2 separate regions of the Zea mays genome follow, and region 1 is linked to region 2. Evidence: chromatin contacts called from public Hi-C data. All regions are on one chromosome and are shown on one strand. Each heading gives the region's core, a stretch centred on a gene start, on an enhancer-like site or on the middle of the called end of the contact. The rest is flanking DNA. Distances are from core to core; before and after follow the strand shown.

Region 1 (5,522 bases), core at 437-2,936, 120 kb after region 2:
GAACTCGCCAAAGGTAGGAGCTCATGTGAAGTGTAAGGCATACCAAAGAGGATGGTTAAAGCTGAGCATTGCTTTTAAAGTTGGTCAAAATTTTATTAGCAATTACTAAGTATAAGTAGATACCAAACCAGAGTAATAATAGATCAAAATTAATAATAAACCACAATGCGATGCAAATGACAAATTGAATTTAATTCCATACATTAATCATGCGGGAGTCCTAAGCTGCTCATGACCGTGAGCACGGCTAGTATACTAGTTTTACACTCTACAGAGGCTGCACCCTTTACCCACAAGTCATGTCACCCGGTTGCTAAAGGGTCTAGAAGTCCCATTCATCTCTACCGAGGAGACGAAGCAGGGTAACACTACAAGGATGAAGCAGGGTAACACTATGAGGCCTTTACAAAGTTTCACTAGCTTCAGAAAACCCGCTACAGTTTCTAGGTAGCGCAATGCACAAATCCCCTGTCTGACCACCATCGCAGCAAAATCAACCCAAGAACCTCCCTACACGCCAACTCCTCTACTGCCCTTGCCCCTTTCGGGTAAGGTAGTCCTTCACTAGCTTTCCTAATTAGTTAGCCAAGAGCGTCCCATTCCACCCTTGTGGTGGCACATGTTTCTCAAGTTAAGCTCCATGTTCCAATTAACATAATAGTCTTATCATGAACAATAATAATAAGGAATGACCATGTGTAATAGTTATCTCAACACCCAAAACCATATATAGCAATAGGAAAGACTACCCAAAAGTTCAAGGGTAAATAAGGTGTAAAGATGACCAAACTAGGGTGACCTATTGGGTCCCATCAAAATTAAACCTATGCATGCCAAAATGATTATAGAGAACATTATTGGGTAAATAAAAGTGGTTAAAGGCACAACTTGCCTTAGACTTGAGATTCCCAGATACCAGGATGATCTTCAGGTTGTCGTGACCTCACTGTTAGTCATAGCAATACCAACAAACATAGTATAGGAAAAATTAACATCACACCAAACATAAAGACAAATTGCATAATAATGATCTACGCCTCGCTACAAGATCGCGGGTTCGAGAACGACTTTTCGTAAGATATTCACGATTTAAATAAATAAAACTATATTCTATGTTGATTAGTGTCATTCATGTGGGGAGGTATTTATTAAGAAATAGATAGTTCATCCACCTTCTAATTTACAACTGAATTAGGACCAAGTTAGGATATCATACTTAGCTTTAATCAGGAAGATTAATCCACTATACATAGGTTAAATGATTTTCCATTTATAAAAGTATGGGATATTGCATAAATCAGTGTTGTACTACGTAGACAAAATTACTATGGATCTAGTGCAATTTGAACGGATCAAACCGGAGCTAGTATGAGGAATTTATGAGTTTCTTAGGTTCTTAGATTTATTTTCATACCTAATAAGCAATTCTCATATTAAATTTATAATCATACACGGCTATTAGACTGCGGCCACTATTTCATTGAAATCCAGGGTCTATTTTGTAAGTTTTAGGACCTTGCTGTAATGGTCTTTGACAAGAACCGGACTGCGGGTAGATTATTCCGAACTCGAGGGACTCTTTATAGAAAATACCCGGCCGAAGAGGTACCCTCGCATCCTGGCCGCACGATCTGTTTTTGATGGCCTAGATTAGATTGAATCTCACCCGAATCGGTATGAAATCCGAGCTGCCCAACGAGCGGTCGACGACCCAGATTTTATTTAATGCGATCTAATCTACTCCGTTGAACTCTAGATGGATGGCCAAGATCTCAGCTTCAATGCGACAACCAGATATCTAATCTCCACCGTCCAACAAGCGAGCAATGGCACACATCTCGCCCTCATCCTCCTGACGCACAAGGCACAAGCGCGGCGGCGCGAGCGATGTCAGTCGCGGCGTAGGCCAACCCAGGACCCCGCACCCCAAACACACGAACAACCGATTCTACACCACGCCAGAGAGACAGCGAAACAAATCAGGGTGCCCTAACCGTGATTCTCGCCGAGGCAATCCTGGCACCCGCACGGTGTGGACCGCGGCGCCCCGCGATCACCATCGAAGACCCCGAGCACCTAGCTCGAACCTCATGCTCGTTCGAGTCCTGAACGCCCGAAGCGCACACGAGTGGCGAACGATCACCCCGAAGTCGATGCCATACTCCGTCCGTGGCAGCTCCCTCAATTACTCTCTACGCGCACATGGAACGGCGGATGGTTTCTTGCATCCGGTGATGAAGCGCTCAACTCACGACCAGGCATGGAAGGAGGGGGGTTCATCGGCCCCTAGATTTATACTTCTAGCGGTGAATTCCGAGTATGCGCGGATCGCGGGATCAGGACCAGAGTCCCAGCAGCGAGTTCGGTGCCTCTATTACGGAGCTTGGGTGGGAGATGTGTCTGACTAGATGGTCCCACGCGACAGTGCCCCCGCGCGCTGAAGAGCTGGCGTGGGCGTGGGTGAGTGTGTTGGCGTGTGGGCCACGGAGTCAGCGAAGGGAAACAATTCCACGCATGGTGCCACTGGCTGGCGGGGCCCCCACGTCGGCGTTAGGGGCGCGACAAAATCACTTGAGGCTATTAAGCGGGTCCCACCTATCGGATCCAAGGAAACGGCACAGCAGGGCCAGCGCTGGAAATAGTGAAGATGGGCCGAGGGCACGGGAAGTCGGTCCTATATGAGTGGTTCTCTTTTTCTTTTTCCTATTTTCTTATTTCATTGCCAAATTCAATTTGGTTCCAATTTCAAATGTGGGTTTTGGGTTTTCAGTTCAAATTTAATGCTCAATCAAAATCCAGCATGGATGCCAATATACATATATATACATATATATATATATCATTATTAATTCATTTCTCTATTTAAGTACATGCTTCTAGATATGCACTTTACACATAAATAGTTATTTTCAGAAAATTAATTTCTAAGGTATTGTCTGTGTCAGGGTATGATTTAAATTAAATCCTTTTTAATAGTACTTATAAGTATATTTTCCAATAAAGGAATAACTAAAATCATATATGGATACTTTTGTTTATTAGGAACCATATTTGGTTTAGTAGATATAATTCAAAAGGGAACAAAGTTCTGATTGAAAGTCATTTTAATTTAAATTATTGAAAGATTTCATCAGATTACCCAAAATATGATTTTGAGGCGTTACAAATTCTACCCCCTTTAAAATAATCTCGTCCTCGAGATTAATAAGAAAAGGGATGTAACAAGTTTGGTTTAAAATTTAGTTTCACATATGGTTTAGGAACCAAAAGTTTTGTTCCAAGTTCTTAAATACTAGTTATTAGGAACATATGGACATAGTATGTCTAGTCCTCTATTAGGTCAGATGAGGTAAGGTTATGTCAAGTATAGGACGGGGCAAGGAAGGATAATAAGAAGAGACTTCATCCTGAACTGTGGATCTTGATTCCTCTTGAAGTTGGATTTGATTCATCTCCTTCCTTGTCAAGGTTGAGCTCTTTTTTCAGACCTTGGTGTCTTTCTTCCAGGATAGGAACATGTGGTTAAGACAGATTTGTAGGTGACAAATAGGTAGAGCCACTAGTTTAGTAGGTGGCTAAGAGTTAAATGGGATTAGTCCGATTTAGTTTGGTTGTTTGCTTCTAGATTGGTTGGATAAGTTATGTAACGTATTATGTAGGTCAAGTTGTTGTATATGGCCGAGTTGGTCTGTCGTTCTTAATTTAGTGCAGGGTGAACATGTTTTATAGGAGTAGAGTCTAATCTATTTCATCAGTATTAACCTTCCTGTTAAGTAACTTACATTAGATTAGCTCAACTTAAGGTTAGCCTTCGTAAGGTTTGGTTAATCTATCACTTTAGATCAGATCTAGGTTAGATTGGTATGACTAGCTCAGACTAGATAAGATTTAATTAATTTGCGTTAGATCATGATCATGGTGGGATAAGTACAGTGGTTAGGATAATATGAATCCTTCAAGATAAGATGAATTTATTAAAATAAGAGAGAATCTTTTAAGATAAGATGGATCTATTAAGATAGATATATTTTAATGGGCGATAATCTGAGCGGATTAGTTATCTTATAAACATATTAACTTTTTTTATTTGCTTCGATGCAGATGCAATTGTGGATATTACTCCACAACTCATCACACTCAATCAAAGAATCGAATAAAGCAGTATTATAAGGAAAAACACTCATGCATACAATTTTTTTACCAAAAATAGTTTTGATTCGGTTCCTAGAATTAGGTTTCCTATTCCTAATAGTCACTTTAGGTACAGGATTTCAAAGTGTGAAATCCACTTTGGTCTGTAGACGAGAAAAGGTAAGAGTAATCAGAGTAAAGCAGCAATAGATGAGAAAGATTAAGAAAAGTTTAGAAAGAATCAGAGTAGCAAAGGTAATTAGGTAAGGGTTGTCCAGTTCTATCTATGTTTCGTCCTACAGTCAACATTCCTCTGATACCACTTCTATCACACCCGGGTTTCGGGGGCACCAAGACCCGGGCGTGAAAATAATCACCAAGTGTGCTGGGACCAAGTCTCACACATATGATGACCCATGGTACAGAAACGAATGTCACATCATTATTATATAATGGAGTTCTATATAAAATAGATAAATAATTACATCATATGAAGACAACGATCCAACAACCCAAAGTTGACTGGGAGACAACGACCTAGACCTCTCACGAACTCATCACAGCATCCTCCATATACCTCGTCCTGCGGTACCTGTTCTTGACCTATGGGGGGTGTGAGACAGCAAGGGTGAGCTCACATATGTTCACCGCTCAACAAGTTGTGGGGAATAATGTGCATGAACTCGCCAAAGGTGGGAGCTCATGTGAAGTGTAAGGCTTACCAAAGAGGATGGTTAAAGCTGAGCATTGCATTTAAAGTTGGTCAAAATTTTATTAGCAATTACTAAATATAAGTAGATATCAAACTAGAGTAATAATTGGTCAAAATTAATAATAAACCACAATGTGATGCAAATGACAAATTGAATTTAATAGCAAAAATTAATCATGCGAGAGTCCTGAGCTGCTCATGACCGCGAGCATGACTAGTATACCAGTTTTACACTCTGCAAAGGTTGTACCCTTTACCCACAAGTCATGTCACCTGATTGCCAAGGGGTCTAGAAGTCCCATTCATCTCTACCGAGGAGACAAGGCAGGGTAACACTACAAGGCCTTTACAAAGTTCCACTAGCTTCAGAAAACCCGCTACAGTTCTAGGGAGCACAATGTATGAATCCCCCGTCTGACCGCCATCGCAGCAAAATCAACCCAAGAACCTCCCTACACGCCAACTCCCCTACTGCCCTTGCCCCTTTCGGGTAAGGTAGTCCTCCACTAGCTTTCCTAATTAGTCAGCCAAGGGCATCCCATTCCACCCTTGTGGTGGCACATGTTTCTCAAGTTAAGCTCCATGTTCCAATTAACATAATAGTCTTATCATGACAGAATAGAATAATAATAATAAGGAATGACCATGTGTAATAGTTATCTCAACACCCAAAACCATA
Region 2 (5,540 bases), core at 2,965-5,464:
TCCTAATAAAACAAAAGAGGTTGCATCCAGTGTGTCTGATGAGTACGGTCAATACAGGTCATACCAGCTATTCTCGCATGAAGCAAACCAGAAGAGGAAAGGCCACTTAATGTTGGGACGAAGGCGAACACGTCCCCCTCGCTCAAACTCCCCACACCAGCATATTCAAGACCGAAGACCGCGAAGGCCCTGAAGGTCGAGCCGCACAAGTGAAGTGCCCAAGGTCAACGCCACCGCGAAGACTCAGGCACTATTTTCGCCCCAGCAAACCGGAGCAAAGACCATTGAAGACTTCGGAGCTCGGACAATCAAGACCACGAAGACCATACGTCGCAATATTCCACATTGTATAGACCGGCCCATGCTGCAGGGTCTCGCCCGTAGGCCGCCGTGCCGGCAGGGTTAATAGAGGGATGGCCCATGTCTGTAACTGATTACGCTGTAATGACCTGCTATAACCCCCTAGGGGGGAATATTCCGGGGATAAAGTAGGTAACTAAGGGTCTAATTGTCTTTAGCAAGGCAGGGTATACCCTCGGTTACCTATAAATACCCCCGCACTGTGCCATTGCGGGGACGAAAAAAAACATTGTTGCTCAAGTGAATTACATCTACTCGCATCAAACCGCTTTCCACTCTCCCACCGTTTGAGCTTGCCAGATTGAGTTTGCAAGTTCCAACACTTAAAACACATTTTTGTCAACAAAGGACAAGAAACCACATTTGCCCCACTAAAAGGAAAGGCCATCTAAAACACAACTGCACATTTAACCTTTGAAACACGATCCAATGATAGGTGCCATCAACACTGATAAGTGATTTTGGAATAAAATAAATTCAGAGCTGTTGATCTATCTGTGTCTATATTCATATAACATTGAGACTGCAAATTTCTTAAGTATGCATCTCAAACTGGGAGTACACAGAAAACAGACAAGTGGGCATTGAGACCTAAAGCAGGAACATATTAGACATAGTATATTAAGGGAACAGAAGAAAATCGTCAACTTACCAATATCAGAGAGGGACCCATATATTGGATCATCCATGACAGCAATGCCCTGAAAGAAGGGGAAATCATATACATGAATATGATATTCAAGAAAGAAACAGTAATTATTTCCTGGAACTTCACTAATTGCCTGCAAGTAGAAAAAAATACATAAAAGCACCAAGCAGCCTCCCGTCCTCACCTCAGAGTCGTTGGCACCTATTCCAGCATGAAGATCTGATTGCATTGATGGGTAGCATGGTATATCAGAACCAAGAAAATCAGAAAATGCAAGGCTGTATCCATCTTGAATACCAGGAAGAATATCCGTATGTATTCCATGGCCGGGGTCCATCATGCTATCCATGCTAGAGCACATCATCTCATTCCTGGTTGAATCAAAAATTTTAACTTTTAGCAGAAATATCATGACACTGAAAACAAACAATATATTGGCGTGCTAACGAAATAAACACTGTCATGAACCATATCTCACTGGTCTCTTGACACACAGGGAAAAGGCCAGAGACGCATACAGGACTATCAGGAATTCCTATATGATGCCAAAAAAAAAATTCACTACAAAAACTTCAGCATAGAGTAGGAAATAATTGGAGTCAAAGAAACTTACTTTGACTTTGACAAATCAAATCCATCAACTTCAACTGGTGTGCCACATTCTATATCAATTACTTGAACATCCTTATTATCTAATGGAATCTGGCATAAATCATATGTATGACTGGCATTGGCGCCTGTAAAAGTTTCAGGACCTTCTTGCTGTTTATTATTTGACTCTGCAGAAGATCCAGCTGCAGATGGCTGGACCAACGCTGGACAATTGTGTACAGCGGCAACCTCTGTACCACGAACTAGGTCAAGATCGGATAGATTTAGTGAGCTAGATTGATCCAGCTTTCCCTTTTCCATTTCTATTACAGTTTCAGCACCAACATCATGACCAATTATTTTCCTTTGATCGGGCAACTCAATCAGGTCCACATCTTGTGGCAGCATATCGATATCACCGATCTTTGTTCCTTCCTTAAATTGTAACTTCAAGTTATTCTCATAAGATATTGTCCGAGTTAAGCCAGTTTCCTCAATCAAGCTGACCTTGTGAAAAGCTGTTGTTGGTAGCAATTTGGTTTCTTCAATCAAGCTATCCCTGTGATTAGCAGTCAACGGAGATAAATCAGCTTCTTGCATGAAGCCATCCTCTTGCGTCAAGCTATCCTTGTGAGAAGCTGCAAATGGAGATAAGGTGGTTTCCTGCATCAAGCTCTTCTTGAGGGCATCTGTTAACGGAGATAAGTTAGTTTCTTCCTTATATTGCTGGACAACCACATGTGGTTGTGCATCAACCTTCTCTTCTACCATGTTTCCAGTCCCAACTGGTATTCCATTTTCTTGAAGAAGCATCGACTCTTTTGGTTCAGCACAGACATCACCAGAGCTAGTGTTTTCATGGCAAATTTTATCTTCTCTGTTTTCTGACGCGACGTTAGTCAAAGATCTCTCAGCAGAATCACCGATTACCATCTGTGAAGCTTGACAAGAAGAAACTAGATCAACTGTTTCAACAACTGCAGTTTCTCCTGGGATACATGCTGCATTTCTGTGTGCACGCACTGACCTGGGCCTTGTTGGGGTTCTTGTGAAGTTACAATAGTCAATCAAACTATCCTTACCAACATGCATCTCAACTTCCATATTTGTCTCACCATCAGAAGTGTTGTGATCCAAAGTAGCCTCATCCATAACTTTTTTTTCATTTCCAGCTTCCTCATCAGGAACCTCATCTTCAATCTTACCATATGGTAACTGTTTGGGATCTGACTCTGTAACAACACGACAAGAAGCATGATTTACATCGGTGTCTATCCCTTGCTTAACCACCTCAGTTTCTGAATTTTGCGTCCCACTGTCATCCTCCACCTCACCTTCCTCAGTCTCCTCCAGCACCTTTGATGCATCATTAGCATCCTTACTAGTATCTTTGACAGAGCTCATAATCTTCGATGTTGTATCCTCCATGCATAACCCTGCTACAGCCTTCGCTGTCAATGGTGTCCCCTCCCTCACTGCCTCTGTAACACTAGTACTCGCCTCATCATTCCCCCGATTGCCGCGGCGCTCTCTCTGAAACCCAGGTGCCCCATCTTCATCCCCATCCTCCTCGTAGTGCCGACCGTTCGGAAATGGCCTTCCTCTCTCCTCCCTGTCTCTCCCTGAGTCCAGATACCCCCTCCTGTACTCCCCATACTTCCTCTTCCCTCTTCCATTGTAGCTGCCACGGCTGCAATCATCTCTGCTACTAGTGCTGCTACTAGTGCCATTGGCTCGCCTAGGCCAGCCGTTAGGGTTACTGTTGTATTCATCTTCGTACCTCCTCCGGCCATAAAACCCGGGGGGTTCCTGCTGCTGTGGTAGCTGCGGGGGCGGAGGAAGAGGATGAGCAAGCCACGTGCCAGAGATGCCGGCGCCACGCTGGAGGGCGGCTGGCGGGAGCACGCCCTGGGCAACCAGATACTCGGCAGCGAGGCGACCGGCCTCCATAAGCACCTCGTACTTGCGCTCTAGCGGCGGCGGCGGCGGCGCCGGCGGAAACGGCGGAGGAGGAGGAGGAGCGTAGTACGGCTGCTTGTGGCCGCGAGGATACCCACCACGGCCGAACGGCGGCGGCGGCGGCAAGCGGCTACGGTGGTTGTACTGCATCGCAAAGGTCACAGCTTTGTCCACGGAAACCACGAGAAATTCGTCAGGAATTCTGAGGCAAAGACCAAAAAGAAAAGGTGTTACGATTTCTGCAACTTATCTCGCGGCGGGGAATCAGAAACCCTAGGGCAAGAACTCACAAGTCACGATTCACCGGACACTCTTGCCATCGTATTGGATAAATCCACCAAATGGAGGCCGGAATTACCACTGGCTAAGTCAGTTCTTGTTTCTTTCTACCTGATTCTACCCTCTGTTCTTGGTCCGATACTCCGATCGATGCAGGGGAAGGGAAAGGATTACTGAAAAAATGGAAGAATTTTACTAGATTAAAAGAACGCGACGATGCACCTATTTCTGCTGGGGAATTCTAATTTCCACGGGCAAGAATTTGCTGATTGGTTTAATCCAAGGAGTTAATAAAAAGGAAGAGGAAATTAATGGTCGCTGCTTTTGGTGGGTCGGAGTATCAGTTTTGGATGGGCGCGTGAATGTGCACGTGGATCCAATTCCTCTATCTGCTGCTTGGGTCGGGACTCGGGAGTATGGAGAAGGACTGGTGGGTCCCGGATGTCATTTGCTAAGGCCGGACGGTTCGGAAGTTGTTGTTTGAAAGCAGCTGTTTGATATAGCGCATCAATATAGATGGTAATAGTAACTCGATATTTGATGGGTAAAAACTCTATTAAAACATATATTTAACAAATTTTATGTCTATAGGTATTTTATTAGATACTTTATTATATACATTAGATATGGTGGCTATGAGTATTTTCTCTCTTCACACGTGAATCCACTAACACATGTCATGTGTGTCTAGATTATTAGAAATATTCCATATAAAATTGGAAGAGCAAGAATGATGCCCTTTTTGTTTCAATAGCTTACACGTCTTAAACATTTAAATATTAAGTATTGTATACTGAACAATTAGATAACTATCATAATGTTGTATGTTGTTATTAATAACTCTCTTTTAGGTTATGAGTGCTATATTTTGTATGATCTTATGGCATAATGTTGTCATTTAGTATGGAATTGTTGATCTTGTAATAAAATTATGTTGGGTTCGATGAATTTATCATGCTAGACATAAAGATAATATGCTATTTTAGTATATTTCATTATTGATGAGATATGGATCCGTTGGTACTTGATTTCAATCCCTGAAGGTATCGAAAATCAAGGCAACACAAGTTAAATATTTGGACCTTCGTCCTTTGGTTCGAAGTGTTAGCGCGAAGGACGAAGTTTCTCAAAATGAAGTGGAAATGAAACGATGTGAAAAGACAATGAAAAATATTGTATGGAACTCATCTGTCTTAGCATTCTTATTCCGACTTCTTTTTTTTTATTAAATTAGTTTATAAGTATACCTTCGGCTCCTTAACACAAGGTGGTATGATGGCTCTTCGAAGGCCGAAGCTATGGTCCTCAAAAAGGTATCTTATGCATGACTTTGTTCATCTAATTATAGAAAAAAAATGAAACGCCTTCGTACAAAATTACAATCATGCCCCTCAAGGTTTTACACACATTGTTTACAAATGACCTTCCTTTGCTGCGCAGATCTTGGCCTTCATCGCGTGAAAGCTTCTCCGCTGGCTTGTGTTCGAAGCCTTTCTCCTTTTGCCGAAGCTATCAACTTCGGCACACACCTTTATTATCTGCACGCATGGGTGAATCTTCTTTATACGCTGCTTCGGCCGAAGACCAGCTTCGTCCATTGATTGAAGTGTACTTGAAACACACTTGTTCATATCGAAGTGAAGGTTAAATGAAGAACTCTGGCAAAGGTAAGCCCCCAACAGTAGCCCTCGCGGGATGAGTT

The links. A called contact is a pair of places that touch in the nucleus more often than the background predicts.
Region 1: a contact with region 2 is called in a Hi-C map of leaf, with 6 times the contacts expected there. The contact joins the enhancer-like site here to the promoter of LOC100279916 in region 2. A contact is called at or near these places in 7 of 25 Hi-C or Micro-C datasets (ear, endosperm, leaf and 2 more).

The regions. Positions count from the first base shown.
Region 1 is chr4:119,184,430-119,189,951 of Zm-B73-REFERENCE-NAM-5.0, forward strand. No RefSeq gene overlaps it. Among protein-coding and RNA genes, the nearest start is that of LOC100279916, 120 kb to the left of the region's middle. Within about 2 kb of position 1,687, at least 18 of the 20 cell types and tissues checked have an H3K27ac peak or open chromatin away from gene starts, as enhancers often do. A contact at or near this core is called in ear, endosperm, leaf and 1 more, where this site is marked.
Region 2 is chr4:119,060,471-119,066,010 of Zm-B73-REFERENCE-NAM-5.0, forward strand. It overlaps LOC100279916, which reads right to left and starts at 4,215. Exons shown (of 5, transcript NM_001152868.1): 1 at 3,850-4,215; 2 at 1,623-3,761; 3 at 1,194-1,380; 4 at 1,013-1,061. The coding sequence starts at 3,709.